Linked DNA regions of Mus musculus: region 2 is linked to region 1. Evidence: chromatin contacts called from public HiChIP or PLAC-seq data. All regions are on one chromosome and are shown on one strand. Each heading gives the region's core, a stretch centred on a gene start, on an enhancer-like site or on the middle of the called end of the contact. The rest is flanking DNA. Distances are from core to core; before and after follow the strand shown. Region 1 overlaps Ipo9 (importin 9). Region 2 has its middle 27 kb from the start of Pkp1.

Region 1 (3,748 bases), core at 433-2,932:
AGGAGTAGCTCTGAGGACCTGGTGTACAGTCTGTCTTATTCCCCGAATTCCATATTAGCTGTGAAAGCAACCACAGCTGCTTGATATCAGCACTAAGCAATTGTCAAGAACTGTTGGAGGACAAATAACCAGGTTTAAATAGTGTAGAGTAGACTCAAAATTTTTTGTTTGTAAGATAGAAATAGGGAGGATTTAGGATTTGTAAGAGGGAGGAGTTAGCATAGATCACCTTGGAGAAGAAAAACATTGAGGTTAGTAAAATGTAGCCAGAAGGGGAAAGTTGAGACCCCTTTGGGGTCTGCAGATTTTAGAGATTGTTAAAGCTGATGGGAAGTTTTCATTAAGTAGAAAGAGTAAGGGATGAGACTAAGAAGAACAGTATAGGAAGAAGAGGGGAGGTTATGGGGCTGGAGAGACAGCTCAGTGGTTAAGAGCACTGGCTGCTCTCCAGGGGACCTGGGTTTAATTCCCAGGGCTCCTAACCATCCGTAAGCCCAATCCCAGGGGTATACCTCCCTTTCCTGGTCCCTCCGCAGGCACTCGGTGCACAGACATACATGCAGACAAAAGCCCCCTCCCTCCCCTCAGAAGGAGGCTAGTGCATGCAGTTAAGCATGCATGCTGCTTTTGCAGATGACCTGAGTTGTATTCTGTGTAGCCACATCAAGCAGCTCATGGCTGCCTTTATTTAACTCTAGCTTCAGGGGATCCAGTGCCTCTGGCCTCTGAGGATCTACGCTCACACACACATTTGTAATTAAAAAATAAGATAGATATATGTATGTATATTTTAAAGACTGGTTATGGGGTAAATTGTTAGCTCAGCTGCACTTAGTTACAAATTAGTTCTCAATTCTTCTGGCTCTAGCAGGTTCTGCATGGTGTTGTGTGATAGAGGAGGAGATGGGAGCCTTTGATCTCTGAAACCTCTATGTTCCTGGGGCTCTGGCATATGAAAGGAGGGGAGGTTGAAAGTCCTTTTCTGCCGGGCATGGTGGCAGGCATGGGGGTGCATGCTTTTAATCTCAGCGCTCAAGAGAGAGGCAGATAGATCTCTACTTCGAGGCCAGCCTAGTCTACAAAGTGAGTTCCAGAATAGCCAAGGCTACACAAACAAACAAGAAAGTCCTTTCCTGATATAATTCCCTGGCTCCTGCACACTGAGTGGCATGTCGAGTTCCTACGCTCAGGTGTGTGAGGAGCAGCACTCGAGGTCTAGCCGTTGAATCTGTTTACTTGGCATCTATGCTGCATTTTACATGCCCACTCAGCATTAATAGCAGGTTACCAATTCTATGTCAAAGTCAGACCTTTCATTTGTCCTATTCTTACCCCCAGATACCCTTTTAGAGTTCCGACTGTGTACCTACTGGTGAGCTTTTAGCTCAGAAACATCAGAAAGGCCAAGGTGTTCCTTGATTGGCCTTTCACCTCCCTGCTTCTGTATGAGTGAGGTGACTGCTCTGTGGAATTGAACTTCTAAGAGCCTTTGCTTAGCTCTCCTAGTGCCAGGGTATCCAGCAAAGGGCAATTGTTTTAGCCAAGGAGAGGAAATCCTAGTTTTCCTGTACGGAGTTAGCTTCTTTCTGACAGACCTGGAGAGAAAGGATGGCTGTATAGTTACTCTGATTGGAAAGCAGAAGAGGCTTTGTACTTGACTAAGGAAATGACTATACAGTGAGGTCACTTTCTCCCAGCCAGGAGAAGGAACTGGTGAAGAAATGTGTATCCTTTGTAATGAGTCAGCAGGCATGAAGTGGACGGCAGCCAGCCTCCATTCACAAATAGCTACTCCAGTTGATTTCAACTTCACACCACAGGAACTGGAACATCCATGAGGACAGAAAAGTATTGGTGTGTGAGAAATGTGGGACCAGTTCTCTTTAGGGTTTTCCTTTTTTTATTTTGAGATGGAGGTCACTCTGTGTTGCCCAGGCTAACTTTTAACTCCTGGCTCCGGTAGTCCCACCTCACCTTCCAGAATAGCTTAGGAAAATAGGCATGTCCAGCTGTGCCCAGTGTCTTTGAGACTTTTTGGAGGAAGATACTGTTCTTGACTTCTGAGTTATTTTACTATTTATAAAAGAGAACTTGGTCTCAAGATATAAAGGGACTATATGCTAAGAATTTAAATATTTGATCTAATAGATAAATCTTTTACTTCTATCTTATAGTTTTGTAAATTTAGTTGTTAATACCCCAGACTTTTTGACTTGATAATAATGACCTCAGAAAACTTACTTTGAATTTAAACCTACAAAGTATGAACAAATTGAGACTACTCACAATGATTATAGAAAAGTTAAACTGTACAGTTAGTCACTTCAGTACTAAGACTCCTTTCTTTGTAGTGGTGGTGATGGTGGCGATGACACTGGGGATCGGACCAGACCCTTGAACGTGCTAAGCTGCACCCAAGCTCTATGCTATATTTATTCATAAATGCAGGCTATGCTTGATCCTAGGCCCAGAGGTGGTAATATGCTATCTAATGTATTTATTTGGGCTGACTTCAGTCTAAATGGAATTTGACATTTTATTAAGATATTAATTTTATTAAGACAAAGCTTGGAATTTATCTTTCAGAAGGAAGCCACATTCCTAAAGAACAGCTGGTCTCCAGTATTTGATCTGTATTTGACCTGTGGGGATTGATACAGGGTCTTTATGCATAGCATTTTCTTATTTAATTTTTTTCCATACACAAGACGATATGACCTGTCTTTCCTCACCTCTTTCAAATCTGCACATGGGTTAAACACCTTCACTCAGGAATCCTAACCCCAGAATTACACATTGATAAATGGAGTCGATGCTTAATACATTTTCAGATGGGTGGGAGGGTTGGTAGTTGGTTGGTTGGTTGATTGGTTGGTTTTTCTCGAGACTAGGCTCTCACCATGTAGCCCTGGCTGTCCTGGAACTCGATCTGTAGACCAGGCTGGCCTCGGACTCAGAGATCTGCCTGCCTCTGCCTTCCAAGTGCTGGAATTAAAAAGGCATGCACCACTATGCCCCGTTTGTTTTGTTGTTTACATTGAAGTAACTTGTCAGGAGACAGAACTGACAGAAACCAGAATGGCACTTGTGCTCAAAGCTGTCATGGCACAAGCTCAGAAGGACCCCTGTTTGCCTTACTTGTATGCAGTTGTGTTGCAGATGGCTTTAATCTGTGTGCTTTTCTTTTTAATATCTTGTATCTTCTTTTGTGTTCCTATTCTCTCTCCCCTTCTGACGAATAATGCTTCTGGCTCCTTGTCCTTCTTCAGAGTGAGTTTGCTAGACCAGTGGCCATTCCTAGGTCCGACTGGGAACTGCTACCTAGATGGCTTGCAAGCTTTCACACTTCATCTTTATGAAGTATCTTTTACTTTTTGTCTTTGCAGAGTTTACTCGAGAAGTGACAGACACACAGATGCCACTTGTTGCTCCTGTCATTCTGCCAGAGATGTATAAGATATTCACCATGGCCGAGGTATGGAATCTCAGCCCAGTAGGTGCAGCAAAAGGACCTGCCTGGCTCTGGTCAGCGCCACCTCTCAGGTGTATGGTGATGGTTGTTGTCACTGGTGCCCATGCCAAAAACTGGAATTGACATTGAGCTAGATCAGAAATTGAATTGACCGTAGTCTTTGATCTCATGACTACAAGGGAAAGCACTTGATGAAGTAACTGAAATGTCTCAACACCACTCAGCTTTGTACCCTATCACCCTTGAGTGCACAGTGCCATTCTTGACCTAACCTGC
Region 2 (3,748 bases), core at 451-2,950, 540 kb before region 1:
CAGGGTGCAAGTGGCCTTGAGCTGTCATGTACTGTTACTATGGGTGCTTGGACTAACATTACCACTGAGGTCAGAGAGCAACTTCTGGGAGTAGATTCTCTCCTTCTACTATGTGGGTCCCAGTGATCAAACTCAGGTTGTCAGGCTTGTTAGCAAGCAGCTCTCCCTACTGCATCATCGAGACGGCCCCTCGACATTAGCTTTGTTCAGAGTCCTAAACTCATCCACCCCTGACTTTTGGTCATGGCTGTTAGAAAAAAGCATGTGGCTGGCCTGCTGTGGTGGCACGCATCCAGAATTACAGGAGGACTGCAAATCTGAGCTTAGCCTAGGCTGTGCACCAAGACCTGGTATCAAATATAGGGGCCGGGGTCCAGAGCAGTGATGGAATGTCTGCTTAGCATGGTTCAGGACTGAGATTCACATCACAGAACTGCAAAGGTATGCAAAACCGCACAGTCGGCTGGATGCTGTTAGTTTCTGAGTAGCTGTAGAGTGGCCATGAGTGTGGAAGAGCTGATCTCAGGTACTGAACCTACTGTGGATCTATGTTGGTGTTTGGGGTTACATGGACCATGGATCAAAGAGAAGAGGGCTTCTGCAGGATGGATTCAGGCTTCTCAGCAGCAGGGTACCAGTCTCTGAAGGATGAACGCTGACAGCCTCCTAGAAGCTCTTTTCAGTGTTACACAAAAGGCACCTTGAGCAAGTCAATCGCCAAATACCAAAACTTCTTATCTGACCTGGGGGTTATATTGAAAGACCCATCACCTAAGCACTTCTCAGCCATTTGCCAGGCCAGTCTCCTCAGACTAAATCTTAGGGACCCTTAGAGATGGCCCTGTGTTGCCATCCCACTGTGAGCTGAGGATGAGTATTCTTGAGTTGAACTGGGGCCTCCCCCAGCCCCCCTGTGTTCCCCTATCCATGCAAATGCTGGTGGCAACAGTTCTGACAAACTAAGGGAGACTTAGAGGCCAGGCTCACTTCTGGCCGTGTGGATGTTTGCCCAGACTCAAAGCCTGCCCCTCAAATGACCTCTTACTTTATAGACTGCCTCGAGCAGTGGTACACAATACTTACTGTATTTGGTTGTTAAGGGAGCACTTTAGCCTCTACCCTAGATGGCCCTAACCTCAGGGCACACTGGTCAGAGGCCAAGCAGCTTTAGGACAATTGGGCCAGTGGTGGCTTAGATAAGCACAGCAGAGCTATGGGACATCTAACTCACATTAAGGAATCAAGGAAGGCTTCCTGAAGGAGGTGACACCTGAGCACAGCCTTGTAGGACATGTGGGTCAAGAGGACTCTCCCAGTCTGTGTCCAGATCACTCTTCCTATTGGCTGTGGAGGAGGCCTAATGTAAGCAAAAGCCAGGAGCCTTAGGCCTGCTCACAGGTAGTGGAGGACCACGGTTCATCTTCCTGCTCCATACTAAGGGGAATGCTAACTTTCTTTAAACAACACTTTGAAGAAACAGACAGAGCCCTTCCTGCCTCTCACTAGGCAGAGCATACCTCCACACAGGCACCCATGGGAAGCGTTTTGCATCCTTTGGAGCCAGCCTCAGTTTGCTGGAAGACAAGGATAATTGACCTTAAAAAAATACAGCAGGTCCCCACTCTGCCAACCCACCCACCCTGTCCTTCTGCCCCAATCCTTAGTCAACGGCTGTGGTCTCAGAAGATTCCATCATGTTGGGAGGTGAGTCAGAGCCTCCTGTCTCCATGGAAACCCCCTTCTATAGCACCAGGACCACAGACAACGCCTAAGACGTTGCCAAATTCCCACCCCAATCTGTGTTGTTTTCTCTGAACTAAACCTATACATGGTTCCTTCCTGCTGGCTCTACTTCTGACACTGTGGGTGTGCTGGGACGGGGCCTGGCTTCCTCCAGTGTTTTATGTCTGTCTCCCTGTGCATGTGCCCTCCTGCCCAGAGCTGGCATGGTCTTACCTACTGCCCTGTAACAGGCACTTCCTAGGCATCTGGTGGCCACCAAGACATGCTGGAATTGGTCATGAGAACCACCCAGCAGCAACCTCTTCGCAGCCTTTGTGTGACAAAGTCATGCCTTCAGGAGATGACAACACGGGGCAGGAAAATGGTAAACAGGCGTGAGATCAATACTCAGTGGTAATAATAAGGGGTGAAATCGCACAGCTGTTCAGGTTTTAGGTTTTTTGTTTGTTGTTGGTTAGTTTGTTAGTTTGTGTGCATGCCCCAGGCAGCCTCAGATGCTACTTGGTACAATAGCCGCTGCGTGTCCCATTAAGAGGCTCAGAGACAGTCTTCACCTTGGAGGACAGTTCTGGCCACGAGGCCATAAGACACAGGAAGTAAAGTGGGTCCTGAGCCAAGCCTGGAGGAGAGCCTTGGGACCGTAGGTAAGAGCGCCCTCTGGTGACCAAGAAGGAACTGTAGCTTCACAGGTGGGAGAAAAGGCTCTGAAGGTAGCTTACAGCTTCAAGGCTTCAAGGGAACTAAACGCTAGAGGACCTTCCTGGAAGAGGGAAGCTGAAACAAGAAGACTGCTTCCCTGAGCACTCACCTACAGTCTGTCGTTTCGCTTTCCTTAAGACCCTGGGACCCCATTCAGTCTTGTGTGGGTATTGAGGGTGGGGGTTGCAACCAGCCTACAGCTGGGGCAGCAATTGGTCCCTAAGCCTACCAAGTCTATATCTAGGCCTGATCTCAGGGCAGTCATGGAGACAGGGTAGTCTAATTCCCTCAGAGAACAAATAAGGCTCAGAGAGGACCTTGCCTGAGTAAGTGGCAGAATAGACTTCCGTCTCCAAGGTAGTTCTGGATTTGCGGCTATGCATTCTACGGGCACCTCTAGCTCAGGGCTCCCTGGATGCCTTGGTTAATCCTGGCTCCGTCCTAACTGGTCGCATTGTCTTGGGCAAGTTGGTTAACATTGTTGCGCTCAGTTCCTCATCGCAAAATGAAAGTCCTAGGCGAATCTTTCTAGAGTTTCCATGAGGATCAAAGTTGCCTTTCTGTCAAGGTACTACTGTTACTTCTAAATCTCATATGCCACGCCCGCTCACCCCCATCCCTCATCCTGGGGCCGCGCAGGCTTCGGGCAGTGTGGACCTGCTCTCTGCTATCAAGGAGGAGCTTTCTGAAGCTGGTGTAAAGTTGCCAGACCAGACCGCATTATCACGACCCCCCCCACCCCCCCACAATAGAGGAAGGATACGGCAGAGGCTGTGGGCAAAGCTGGGAGGAGGTGCCTTGGGTTTCCTAGGACACTATCATCCATCACAGGCTGTTCCTGGTATGCCACCAGGGGGTGCTATAGGACTTACAGTTGGAATAGAGAGAGTCTTGCTGTTTAAAGTGACAGATGGGGGGAAATGTGGGAACAGCCTAAGATAGGGGAGCGACATGGAGGTAAGGTTGGAGCTGTGGGTACCAATAGATCGCTGTTTGTTCTCTATAAGCCTCTCTGGGGAGAATTGCATGCTGTCCCCATGGGTCCTGTTTCCAGTCTGGAGAAAGATGTCTCCTTTCTCAGTTCCTGCCCGTTTGCCTTCTGTAGTCCTCTGTCTGAGCAGTTCCTCATTCTGGGGTCTTCTGGAGGTTGGAGCTTGGTTCTGAGTGTCTACCAGAAGGGACTGAATACCAGATAGAGGACAGGCTCTGAGACAGCCTGGCTCCATCTCCTTTTCTTGATCTCTGCCACCCCCGACCCCCATCCCTTTACTTAGTTCTCCAAAGTCTCCTCTGAAATCCCTCCTTT

What was found. HiChIP or PLAC-seq counts read pairs in DNA pulled down with a chosen protein or histone mark.
Region 2: an HNF4G HiChIP or PLAC-seq map of pancreatic cancer cells shows a contact between it and region 1. The contact joins two enhancer-like sites. A contact is called at or near these places in 1 of 484 Hi-C or Micro-C datasets (cortical neurons) and 1 of 115 datasets of contacts at active chromatin or transcription factors (pancreatic cancer cells).

What each region holds. Positions count from the first base shown.
Region 1 is chr1:135,409,120-135,412,867 of GRCm38.p6, reverse strand. It overlaps Ipo9 (importin 9), which reads left to right. Exons shown (of 24, transcript NM_153774.1): 5 at 3,387-3,475. Among named protein-coding and RNA genes, the nearest start is that of Ipo9, 19 kb to the left of the region's middle. Within about 2 kb of position 1,682, at least 79 of the 459 cell types and tissues checked have an H3K27ac peak or open chromatin away from gene starts, as enhancers often do. A contact at or near this core is called in pancreatic cancer cells, where this site is marked.
Region 2 is chr1:135,944,528-135,948,275 of GRCm38.p6, reverse strand. No RefSeq gene overlaps it. Among named protein-coding and RNA genes, the nearest start is that of Pkp1, 27 kb to the right of the region's middle. Within about 2 kb of position 1,700, at least 35 of the 459 cell types and tissues checked have an H3K27ac peak or open chromatin away from gene starts, as enhancers often do. A contact at or near this core is called in pancreatic cancer cells, where this site is marked.